2 separate regions of the Gossypium hirsutum genome follow, and region 1 is linked to region 2. The links are chromatin contacts, called in public Hi-C maps. All regions are on one chromosome and are shown on one strand. The core of a region is the stretch at or near the end of the contact, and the rest is flanking DNA. Distances in the headings are between cores, read along the strand shown. Region 1 holds the start of LOC107888791 (GATA transcription factor 1). Region 2 holds the start of LOC107916574.

The links. Hi-C and Micro-C count contacts between places; a contact is called where the count stands out from the background.
Region 1: a Hi-C map of leaf shows a contact between it and region 2, with 1.7 times the contacts expected there. The contact joins the promoter of LOC107888791 here to the promoter of LOC107916574 in region 2. A contact is called at or near these places in 2 of 34 Hi-C or Micro-C datasets (hypocotyl and leaf).

Annotation. Positions count from the first base shown.
Region 1 is chrA09:49,282,297-49,288,292 of Gossypium_hirsutum_v2.1, forward strand. It overlaps LOC107888791 (GATA transcription factor 1), which reads right to left and starts at 3,568. Exons shown (of 3, transcript XM_016813008.2): 1 at 3,303-3,568; 2 at 2,040-2,575; 3 at 195-636. The coding sequence starts at 3,446. The coding sequence ends at 630.
Region 2 is chrA09:48,957,408-48,964,323 of Gossypium_hirsutum_v2.1, forward strand. It overlaps LOC107916574, which reads right to left and starts at 3,402. Exons shown (of 6, transcript XM_016845851.2): 1 at 3,204-3,402; 2 at 2,880-2,985; 3 at 1,721-1,765; 4 at 1,505-1,613; 5 at 236-491. The coding sequence starts at 3,251.

The DNA of each region.
Region 1 (5,996 bases), core at 2,318-4,817, 330 kb after region 2:
ATCATTTGCCTTTTCACACACACAAAGAGCACACCACTAGATTTGATACCACTTGACATGATTCGAAACTCTAGCTTCGCTAACACACCACCTTAGACAAGAGTCTTACGCCAACAATGACTAAATCAACCTTCAATCCTTTCTTAGACACTTAACATGCCTCTAGGCATAGACAAGCACAAGAGAGTTAGGGAGAACGCAAAAATGTTATTACTCAATAAATTAACTTAAAACAAATGAGGGAAAGGTGTATCCTTTTATATAGGCTAAGCCCTTTTGATTCAACGGTCACAATTGAATTCAAAAGACTATCAAGCTCACATGTCTAAAACATTCTATACAACTTTGTACATTTCTATACAATCTTAAAGAGTATTCTAGACCTTCCGAAAAGTCCTACCTAGTTCAAATAAGTTCCTATCTCTTCAAATTTCTAAATTCTTCCCGGACGTTCTAGAACCCCTAGACCTATTCTTCTTGCATGTGCAGCTTTTCAAGCATGTTGCACTTAAAAAGGGCCTCCCTGAACCTTTGGTGGCCACCATCAACACCCTTGGTGGTTGTCATACACAGTTGGGAGCCTTCATTTGCACTTGGGGTGGTCCACTCCGCACCCTTGGGTGCGTTGCTCACGAGCTGAACCATGACACAAACACATTAAATATTTTCACTGCTCCACTCCATATGATTTTCAAAAGTTGAGCAATATGTAGACATGATTTCTTGCGCAAAACAAGTCCATACATGTAGAAAATAAATCATTATAACTTGACATCAATAATTGACAGATATAAAGCCTCAAAAACAAAGTTAAAACTTCAATCAACCTTATTTGACTTACGAAAGAGATTAAGCCTTCCCTAGCTACATCTTAGGTTGCAACTCTCACATGTTTCATAAGTCTTATTCGTAAAAAATCTGCTTCAATTGATGAAGACAACAAACCGATAACATTCAACACTAACATCTTAACTTCTAGAGTTCAATGCTCTTTGCCAAACACCAAGTTTCATCGCATTTGTGGCACGATAGCTTCATTATAACCACATTCATTCTCTTTTGATCGGTAAAAAGGGGGGGACAGGAGGGAAGCAGATACAAGCATTCAAAACACATACATTGACAAAATCTCATCTCTGCAACTAAGGACATTATTTCTTACATCCATATGTCTCTCTATCTAGAAATTCTTTGCATGCAAAAAAAATAAATTACTTGATGTTTTCCCAAGATGACAATTTGCTTGCTGACATATGCAATTATTACCAGGCCAACATTAAAACAAAACCAAATCAATGAGCATAACATAAATAAAGTAATTCAGGGATCTAATCCAGCCATGAACTCTCTTGAAATCTACCGAATTGATGATTTATGCACTAAAAATCTGTCGATATTTACACATTTAACCAACGTCCTAAAAGAAAAATCGATGCATGAAAAAATATATAGGATTACGGACATAAGATTCTCCAGATTAGAGTTTACAATGCTTTTAGCGTATTTGATACATTCATGGAAATAAGAACTTAAACTAAATTGTGTTATAACCTTGGAGGCTAGCTCACAAATGGCAACTTTCTCACTATCCAAACAAACAAGTCAGCTGAAAATAATCAAACATGAACTCATTACAACCCAAATACAGAAATTAGCAAAACCCTCATTCTTGAGTTGCAGTCCACATTTTGACCAAGACAAAAAAGAAAAACGATTCAAGAGTTAGAGCAAAACAATTACAGACTATTCTTTTTTTTTTCCTAGTATTTAGAAAAACATCATTCAACCAACCAAAACACACTAAAGTCAAAATTTCCCAAATGGATTTTCAACTCGATCAAAGCAAAAAAAAAAAAAAAAAGTAACTTTCACTAATCCAATCTAAACCCATTACAACCAAATTCCTAATTTACTCCTAAAGTAACTACACTAACTTAAATTTTTAAAAAATAAAACAAAACAAAAACCCAAAATTTTAAAAGAGATGGAGAGAGACAAGGGAGAAAAAAATGGCAGTGCTCAGCACACCAGAACACTACCGTTTATCCATAGGCTTCATTGAAGGAAACCCCAACTGCTTATGCCTCCTCATCTCTAATATCTTCCTATGGGAATTCGAATGCAACCTACTGGAAAACGTAGGGCTACTTGCTGGACGATACTCAGGCACCAAACGCCCCGACTTATACCTCACTCCACAAGCATTGCAAAGTGTTTTAGGCCCAAGTGGCCCTGCCCTCCACTGCGGTGTCTTATCTGCACCACAATGCTGGCATTTCCTTCCCATAGTCCTCCAACGATTTCCCTTTGCGGTGGCATTCGAAGTCTTCACATTCTTATGAACCCGCCAATTTTTTTCGTGGTCCCTCAGGTCCCTGCATTTGCGGAGACGCTTGGACCTCGCTTTTACGGGGATCTTAACGTTGCCAAAACAATACATTACAACGTTTCCATTGGCTAAGGTTAGCGAGCTCTGGTGCTTTGTCGCTGTCCCTAAAACATCGACGAATGACGTTTCCACGGCTGGAAATGCATCCTTGTTTGATAACCATTCTAGTTCTTCCTCTGCAAATTCCTGCAAATGGTAATAAAAAGTTGACTCAGCTGGTTAACTCAGTCGACTCGGACGAGTTCAAATTTGTTAACCTCTTTCCCCTTTTTTTCCTTTTACTTATCATCATGGGGTACTTTAGTTGGAAAGAAAAAGACAAAAGTAGGTCTAGCAAAATCCACGTCCGACAAGTAAAAGAGAATGTTCGAAAGTTGGACAAAACCGACTTTTCGTATTGGAAGGATATTAAAAATAATAATGGAGTGCTCGTATCAATTCCTTCTTCTTCTTTTTTTTCTGGGGAAAGCGAAAACGGAAGTCTCGCTGGAAATTTATTGCTAAGATAAATAATTGATATCTCCCTTTTGAATTATTTCATATACCAAAAATACCCTCAACATTATGTCCATATTACGCGGTCTTGTCCATTTAATAGCGCGAATAAACTTGATGGATAAACTTGTCCGAATGAAAATATCGGGTCCAATAGGAATGCGAGAATCAGTTTCCACTAATTATAAGCCATCCGTTTCGAGAATAGGAAAATTAGAAAAAGAAAAAAAGAAAGAAACGTAATTGAATTCATTACCCTCGGATTTGACCCGACCCGGATCACTTTCAACCCGAACTCGGAAAATCGCCCCCCGAGTTCGACGAAAACTCAGCCAAGTTAGAACCGTCGAGACCTTATAACGCAAATATAATTTGATTTGAAGAACATAAAAAATCCATGAAAGAAGAAAACACTTACTGAAAAACAAGAGTTGTTAGGGTTAAGAGAAGAAGAAGTTGAGGATTTCTTGTTATGTTCTTTGTCTTCGTCCTCCTCTCCGACGTCGGAAGCAAAGTCCAGTAAGTTGTCCTCAAAACAAGCCGCCATATCAAGAGCTTCCATTTTCTCAAACGATAAGGTAAAGTTGTAAACAAGAAGAAGAAGAGGAAGAAATGTTTTCTTTTCCTTTTTTTTTTTTATTGTTGTAGTGGGAAAACAAAGGATGTCATTTCTTAGGGTTTTTTCCTTTTTTGTTTTTATTTTTATTTCCTTATTATAATAATGGTGGTGAGTAATGTTTGTCTGGAAATATGGCCCACAGTCTTTTTACCCTTTCTTGAAATCAGTACCGTTTGATGAACCTTTGATGAATGATTTTCATTTGGATATCTGAAAGTGGGGTCTGGTTAACGGTAATCAAGGAGTGGATGGAGGAAGGTTCACTGTAATTATGGTGAACGAGATTAAATGTTTTATTTCCAGTTGTTTTTAGTTTTTCTTTTTCCTTTCAAAAAGTAACTTTTTGAAAGACTATTGAAAATTGGGTAAAATTACTAGTTTTTGAAAAATACTTGTTTTTCTATTATACAATAAATATTATTATAACATAAACATGAAAAAATAAATTAAAAAAATAAATTATCAAATTATTATACTTTTTTATACATTACAAGTTTCAACTCCGCACGCTAAATTTACTACAGGTAAACTTGTAAATCCAACTCTGATTTCGGGCATGCTTGAACTTACTTTAGTTAATCGATCCATTAGTTGAGTTCAAATTATTGGATTATGACTAGGCAAAAAAATTTATGTAATAAATATATTTATATAAAAAAAGTTTAATTGTACCTTTTTTTCATCTTAGTATCTAATCTTTTTAGTCACAAATGATATCTAAATTATTTCTCTTTTCCTAAGTTGGTATTTCTATTAGTTAAACTGTTAGTGAAGCCATTAGAAAAATATTTAACCAACAAATTAGTATATTTTTCTCAAGTTGGTACCTAAATTGTTTAGGGTCACAAGAAGTATCTAAACTATTATTCCTACCCATTTTACATCAACATGTTATACCCGTAAAAAATATTCCTGCCAATAATAGACTACCACATCATATAAATTTTTTAATTCTTTTATTTTTTTATTTTCTTTTACTTAATATCTCTCTCTTTATTTTGTTTTTTCCCCTTAATTGTTCCTTTATTACATCCGGCAATGTCAAGAATGCTCAAAATTCACCATTCTAAAATCAATATACTAAGATTAATTTTGTTTTGAACTTCATCGCCTACTTGCTTGCCCTGACAGGATCGAAAAATTTCTTTCATCGATCAAAACCAATGTTTTCATAAGTAGATCAGATTGGTTGGTTGGATTGGATCAACTAAGAATCAATAAAAATATTGATTCGGAGTTAGGAGTTGAACTGATTAACTTTCTAATCGATACAGGTCAATTGGACTGAGCTAAAAAAAACCTTGTTGAATTGATTTTCTCTAGTTTTTTTAATGAATTTTTAATAATTTAATTGATGAAATCGAATGAACTGATTAAACCAAGAACTAGTGACCTGATTGGTTCAATCATTGATCTGGTTCTGAAAACCTTGATTGACTAACAATTGAACTAACAAAGATACCAACTTGGGAAAAAATATTTAGGTACCAAAATGGAAAAAAAAAAGAAGAAGAAAAAGACATAGTTTAGGTACCAATTTATAGGTTAAGCCCTTAAAAAAAGTAGACTTAACGGTTTGACTAACAAATGTACCAACTTGGAGGAAAAAAGTAGTTTAGATACCATTTGTAAACAAAAAAGAGTTTAGGCACAAAGATGGGAAAAAAGGTATAGTTTAGGTACCAATTAGTGGATTAAGCCTTAAAAAGATTAGGGTAAACTATATCCAATGTCATTCAACTATTGGTAAGTTTACACTTAGGTCACATAATTTCAAAATTTTAGAAATTGATTACTAGATTATTCACAAGTTAAAAGTTGTTCATTGGCCTATTAAGTTGCTAATGAGCATAAAATCTAGGGATGGTAAATTTACAATTTGGTCACTTAACTATTAGTAAATTTACAATTTGTTCTCTCAATTTCAAAAATTTATAAGTTGATCATTGAACTATTAGTAAGTTTACAAGTTTACACTATGGTCACTCAATATTTTCATCATTATCCTTCAACCTGATAATCCAAATAGTATCAACAATAACTCAAGCCCTAACCTTAACAAAGCCTCTGTCAACCCCATGCCTTACCTCTAACCCAACCAACTTAGCAACCCTCCATTCTTAATCCACTCACCATTTCCCATTCATTCAAAACTCAAGAAAATTGGCAATCAAGAAATTCACATACCCTCACCCCCAAACCAGCAACCCAATATCATTATCATCATAATTAAAGAAAATAAAAAAAAAAAGCAAAGAAGATAAGAAAGAAAGTCTATTATTTTAGAAATCCCCAAAAAGACTTACAAAAGCAAAGGGAAAAAATAAAATTAGAGAAAAGAAATCAAAATATATATATAAAAAAAGGACACTAACATGTTTTAGATTTAGTCAAGAGTTAGTCAGAGAGTTCTAAGCAATGGAAGCTCCATCCAAAAGGTCAAGTAGAAAGCCTCGTTGAGAAAAGAAACATTTCAAGTTAGGCAGCCATTTA
Region 2 (6,916 bases), core at 2,152-4,651:
TGAGAATCAAGCTCATGTTATTTACTTGGTAAACAAGCCTAATCAACCGAGCTCTAACAGTTCAACCTTTTATCTCAAATCAAGCTCCTGCTGTTCTAACAGCTAGAGCTTTGCTCGGTTCGATCACAACCCTATTTAAAAGTCTCTGTTCTATGTATCTAAATGCACCTTCTTGTACAACTTCATTATAAGGTTATAATGATGCCACAATGCCAAGGAAGTTTAGAGCACTAACAGGAACTTGCTCAGACTTCAAATCTGTCTTTTTTCTGTCAAAGTTATTGTGGATATCACTGGGGCTGGCCTTATGGGAGACATCCTGAGAATCGCCATGAGTGCCTTCATCCTGATCTACATTATCACCAAAGAAATTTCGATAACGCCACCTTAAATTTGGCCCTGAAGTTGAATCATCAAATACTTCCTCTAAATAGAAATGTTTAGAGATAAGTCTCATCTTCCAAGGATCATGCCGATATTTCTTCACTATTCTGTATTCGACATTCAGCTTATGAATAAAAAACTTTAGTAAAAGTAACTGTAAACAAATATATTAACATGCACCAATAGGACATATAAGTGAGTGGCAAGAACATAGAGAAGGAATCATTGACTGTTTTAAAGTACAGTAAAAGATGCATAACTTGAATCAGCATTTATTTAATCCGACACTGTGTGTGCAACTTGAAGAAAGTATGAAACAACATGAAGAGCAAAGACTTGAGTCACCATCTGATGCAATTTCGTAGCCTATATTGTTCCAACTCTTCAATTGTCTTGAAGTACCCATATCTAACACCCGTGTCTGAAGCATATCCAGACATAGATGTGGCGATTAGACCATCCAAGACCCCTCCAAATACATGAAAAACATTTTTAAAAAAAATGAATATAACCGTGCCAAATACATACCTGTACCCAAAACTAACACCCTAGTCCAAGTAACATGATAGTATCAAAATTTTTGTTTAAAACCTTCATCCCCTAAAGAAAAGAAAATTTTTAAAATGACTAAATGTGAATTAACCATAAGCAGATACTCCCAGAACATCAGCAACCATACTACATATTGAAAACGAAAAAGAAGTACAAAAGAGAAAATCATCTTCACCCAATGAAAATGAACTACTCAAATCAACTCTTCGTTCACTTAAAGAAATATACACCCAAATCTATGAAGCATTAAAATGATCAGTCAAAGAAAATGACATTTAGTTTACTTGTTGATTTAATGCTTGTAGAATTTATACTTTAATCCAAACCTTATAAGTCTCCAGCATTTCAGAATGCAAATTACAGACATATTCAACTGTAAATGCAACATATGAACAATAAATCTGAGGAAAGTTAAGCCTGTTAACTTAGTAGAGCATCCAAGAGAGCATGTATTCCTAGTCACCATATTTCTGATATGTCTATGAATCCATTAAAACATGATTATTTTTCATATTACTTTAACTAGAAAATTTCAAAACGAAAAAGCGAATAATACATAATTACGTACATATTTGCTAATTCACTTTGCATCCGAGTTCCGTCTAACGCAAGAATATGGTCAACACTCGAATCTAGGGAATTCCCAAATTTCCAAAATCCAAGTATTATGGCAGCTCCTGCACAAAGTAAAGGATCTATTGTCATTAAAATAATAGTTGTAATGAGTGCATTGGCATGTTCATACATGTCAGTGGTGAGCATGATCAGCCAGAGAGAGAATTACCACCAGAGAGGTTTACCCGAAGTAACCTATTCAGCTTCCATGTTGCTGCCAGAAAGAATAAAAAAAATTATCAGAAAATCGTGAAAATAGAATATTCAAAGTAGAATAAGAAAGGGAAAAGATACTGCGAGTGTATGGAGTCAACAAAGAAGTTACCTTCATAAGTAACTTACTATCCAATTGAAGATCTATTAAAGAATACAAAGGATCACTAGACAACATTCTGGAAAAGACCAACTTGTAGACAATTACTTACTGACCAAACTTCTCTTTAACGCTTGGACATGAAATCATTCTTGAGAAAGTAATTGTATTGTCAAAATAGAATTATTATAATTAAAATCCTTAGCCAAACAAGCTATCTATTTAAAGTTGTAGCTAACCATAAAGGACGATGACAAATGCATATTGCCCCTAATAGTGCTTACAAAGAAAATTTGGTTTGAATTTTTTTTTTTTAAAAGAAGAAGGAATTTTACGAATGCCTATTGTACCTGCCATATCTTTTTTAATAATGTTCAGTTATTCATAGTCTCAAAGCTTGAACCACAGTAAGAGAAACTTCAGGATTCAAAGACCCCAGTGTTATGAACCTAGTTCATACATGCAACAACATTTCGAGCTTTATCTAAAATTGAAGTTCAATAAATCAAAGATCAATAACAATAATACTAAACAAAACATCATTCATTGCAAAAGTCATGGTCTTTTAATCTGTGTTGCTCCTCTTTATATACTTTTAAGTACTCATATCTGATACATGTATCTGCCGACTAAGTTTTAGCTTGGTTGGCAACGGCATTATTATCAACACAAGAGGATATGAATTTGAGCATGATGAAGCACGGTGATCCTCCTATTTAAGGGTTGGGAGGGGATATGGGTGCTTCCAAGCATTGTATAAAAAAATGCTGATACAGGTATCAAGCACATTTTCAAACATGGGTTCGTTGGTATGATGACCCTACAAGGATCTCCAAAACCGGAAAGACAGAAACAATTGATTATATTCATGTCAGTCACAAACCTATACTCAATACTCCCACTCAAGTCCAAGAAACATAATTAAACATAATCATGCTTGGGCTTATGCTTGGTATATTAAAACCTATATGATGTGATTTCAAAGAACCAAAAACAATGCGCAAAACACAGATACCTGCCCAAACAAGACCACCACCAGCAATTACACCAGCCGTGAAATGATTAAGCGCCGAGGACTTACACCTTTGAAAAATGTTTTCTTCTTGTCGGGTTAATTGTTCCTAAGAAAAAGAACCCACACTTTTAAGCAATTTTAAGGACTTACTTTAAGCAAACGTCGATATCTTTGCGACAAGCAATTGTTAGTATCACAAGACAACTTATACACAAATTAACAGTTCTGAAACAACTTGTATAGGTTATAATCGACGATTTAGGGACCCAAATATGAAGGGAAAAAGAATGAGGGGAAATCAAATTAAAAGGAAATGAAAAGTACCTTTCGGGATCTTAGATTCTGCTCAAGCTCAAACAAAGCGTCACCCATTTTCCTCCAAATTCAGCTGCTGTTTTTATTTTTCATTTTTTGTTTTCTTTTGAGTTGGCTGATGATAATGATGATTACCGATGAGGGCCGAGAGACTTGTCCTGAAACTGTACGAAAAGGGAGCTTGTTCATGTTCTTGGGCTGTGGCCCAGTTTTGTTTATTGGTTTGGTCTTGGAATCTTTAAGGAGGAGTGATCCATCAATTTTGTTAAATCCATTTTTTTTGTGTGAAAAGTTAATTCCATTTTAAATTAGATTAAAGTATCATGCAAGCTTCTAAACTAGGAGTCAAATTACATTTTTTCATTTTTACTCAAAATATATAAACTAATCATTGTATATTAGATTAAAGAGAAAATTAATTTTTTTGTTAAAAATTTCATCCATTTGTATTGTTAAAAATTGACGTGGTTAACAGAATAATCAAACAATGACATGCGACGTGTATACCTCACTTAACATAAATGGGCCAATTTTTAACAGTACAAAATAGATGAAATTTTTAACAAAATGATCAATTTTCTATTTGATCTAATGTATGGTGACCAATTTGCCCATTTTGAGTAGAAAAAGTAAAATGCAATCTAACTCTTAGTATAGGAACCTCTATAGTAAATTTCCTAATTGGAAAGCCACTTGGAATTGAATTTAGTTGAAATTATTTAATTTTACATGTAAGAGATGTTTGAACAACTACTATAATTAGTGGACTATAAAAAAGGCTTAAATAGAAAATTGGGCCTTAAATTACAGTTTTTTCTCACTTAGGTATCTAAACCTTTTTTATTTTGTCAAAAGTAGTACCTAAATTATGATTCTGTTACTACTTCTAATCCAATATTTTGACATACATTACTATAATTAAATTAAAAAATAAATTTTAATAAAATAAAATAAATAATATTATTTAATAATATATACAACTTTCTCATCTATCATCTTCCTCACTTCTTCGTCTCTCCCTTAAACATCAATTGCTTCAAAATCATATATCTATGTTTTTCATGAAAGCTTTATTCTTTTTATGTGAGGTATCAACAAGGAAGGAGACATGGAGGAGGATGTGGTAGTGATGGTGAAGGTCGGTTCACCCTGGTAGGATGGAGAGCCATAGGAGTAAAGTGAGCAAGGAGGTTGGGAGTATAAAGCAGTACACTGAGGACAATAAGGTGGCTAGAACACTTAAGGATCGACCCTTTCTTTGATGTGTTGTGGAATATTTATAGGGGAGGTCCCATGTTTGGTAGTGGTAACGTAGTGATCTTGCTATCAAACCATCATTATGGGATGCATGAGAAGGATGTTTGTGATGGGAGTAACACCACATACATGACTTGATTGTTGGGTCTGATCTACGAAATGTCACATTCATTGCTGGAGCAACTACGATCGACTATATACAATTTTCACCATTAATCAATATGCTACATGTTTTATATACATAAAACATGATATATAATCATTCTTGGGCCATATATGAGCTTACGAAAGCTCATACCATCTTGAGGTCGAATGAGGACTAAAATGAAAAATTTTCAAAACATCTCAGGTGGATGTCACGACTTCCAAGGCTTGGTGTGGTGACTTTGAAGACAGTAGCCTAGCTTCCCAACCTGAGGATCAATTTGTAAGTATTTTAAAATAAAATAGAACGGACATCGTGACCTCAAAAAGGGGACATTACAACGAGATAACCTGGTGTCGCGACATTCAGGATGTAAAGTCGTGACTTTCATGATAATCCACTAACTACCAAGTTTCATATGCTTCAACCTAACTCAATTCAATCATATTTGGCCCTAAGGCCTCAATCAACAATTCAACATAATCAAAACATGTTCAAAACACAATTGTCAAACTATTAAAACCATTTCTAAGCATGACCAAAACCAGTTCCACATATCCACAACTATACAACCATTTTTGACCATTTAAAATTTGAAAAAAGGTAACCTTAGGTACATGTCATTGACAAAATGGAAAGGGCTATAAAAACTTATTAGAGTCAAACTACAATCTGGATGCCAAGCTCACCTCTCAGGGTTTCGAGAAATACCTATACCTGCGTACGGAATAAACAAACCATACCTTGAGCAATAAAGCTCAATGGTACTTTCATGATTCAAGACAATATGATATAACATTAACAAGTTGACATGATGCAAAAAAAATCAATGTTTAACTAATACATATCCTATAATGCCAACCAACTCTATAATCATAAACATATGAAAGTATACATATACCAATTGGCAAACCAATACATTTAACATTACAATAAAAATGATCAATTCTAATTACATGCCAAACACCTATCTTAAAGCTTTTTTAACATTCAATACTAATCATAAATCAAATATTTATATTCTTAACATTATGACATCTAATCCTATAACTATCCCACATCAATAAACCATTAAAGGATCATTCAATTCTCTTTCTAGAGTCTATCAACTCATTTGAAATTGTTTCAACCTCCATGGCTTGTTTAAATTAATTCACATAGAAATTCACATAATTGATTTTGATACCATTCTATTATCAATCTATTTCATTACATTTTCAAGTTTTTCAATTCCATTTATTATGTTACACCTGATGGAACCCTAGCAAATGGACTTGGATACATGGGTAAACTACACCACACCAGGGCATCGAAGTGCATAACCTGTAGGCATCAAATGCTGGATCCTGATATAATCTGTAATGATCTTTGTACAATCACATATCCCGTACAAAATGCACATATGACCCTATTGGCATGCCAATTGTATCCTAGCCTTTTACTAAGTTCACATGGGCATCAATTTTACATATATGCATTACCATACCTGTAATCATTCTTATTTGTATATTCATAACCTGTGTTCAGTCACATATGCATTTTCGTACCCTGTACACTGTTCTATCACATAGTAATCATTTATCACATATCATTTCAATTCAATCCCAATCATACATAAATATATATAATTTCACATCCAGTTTCAGAATAATATTTCAATCCATCATCAAGAAACAAGTATTACATGTTATACAACATTTTTCTGTCCATTTACCATATCACATAACATAATTCAAATATTTCTTGCCATTTTTCATTTTAGTCCTTTATTTCAATATCCCACATCAAACTCAATTAAAAAAATTTATATTATCTCCATATACTTACCTCAATGATCAATCAAGCAATCAACATGTATATGCAAGCAATTAAATCTATCTTGAATTATAAAAGCACAAACCAAGATTGCCGAGTCACTCGTCAATAACTTTTGCTTTTCCTTTCCCCCTTGACGGATCCACGTCGACCTTAGCTACGTACAATCACAAAACATATGACACTATCAATTTTTAACCAATTCACAACCAAATAAAAAAACCATGCTTATTTTTTAATTTATTCAGTTTAGTCCCTAAACTTAAGACAAGCATAACTTTCAATTTAAAACTTCATATTAAAATCTAATTTCACATTTTTTCATTAGGGACCTTATGCTTTCTATTTATACCACAAATTTATAACAAATTTTTATTTTATTCAATTTGGTCCCTAGTGTACAAAGCTAACAATTAAGCTTTACAATTTAGTCCTTTTCATAATCTAAGCCTAATTTCTATCAATTTCAATCCTAATTATTCAATTTCTCAAGAATGAAAACTTA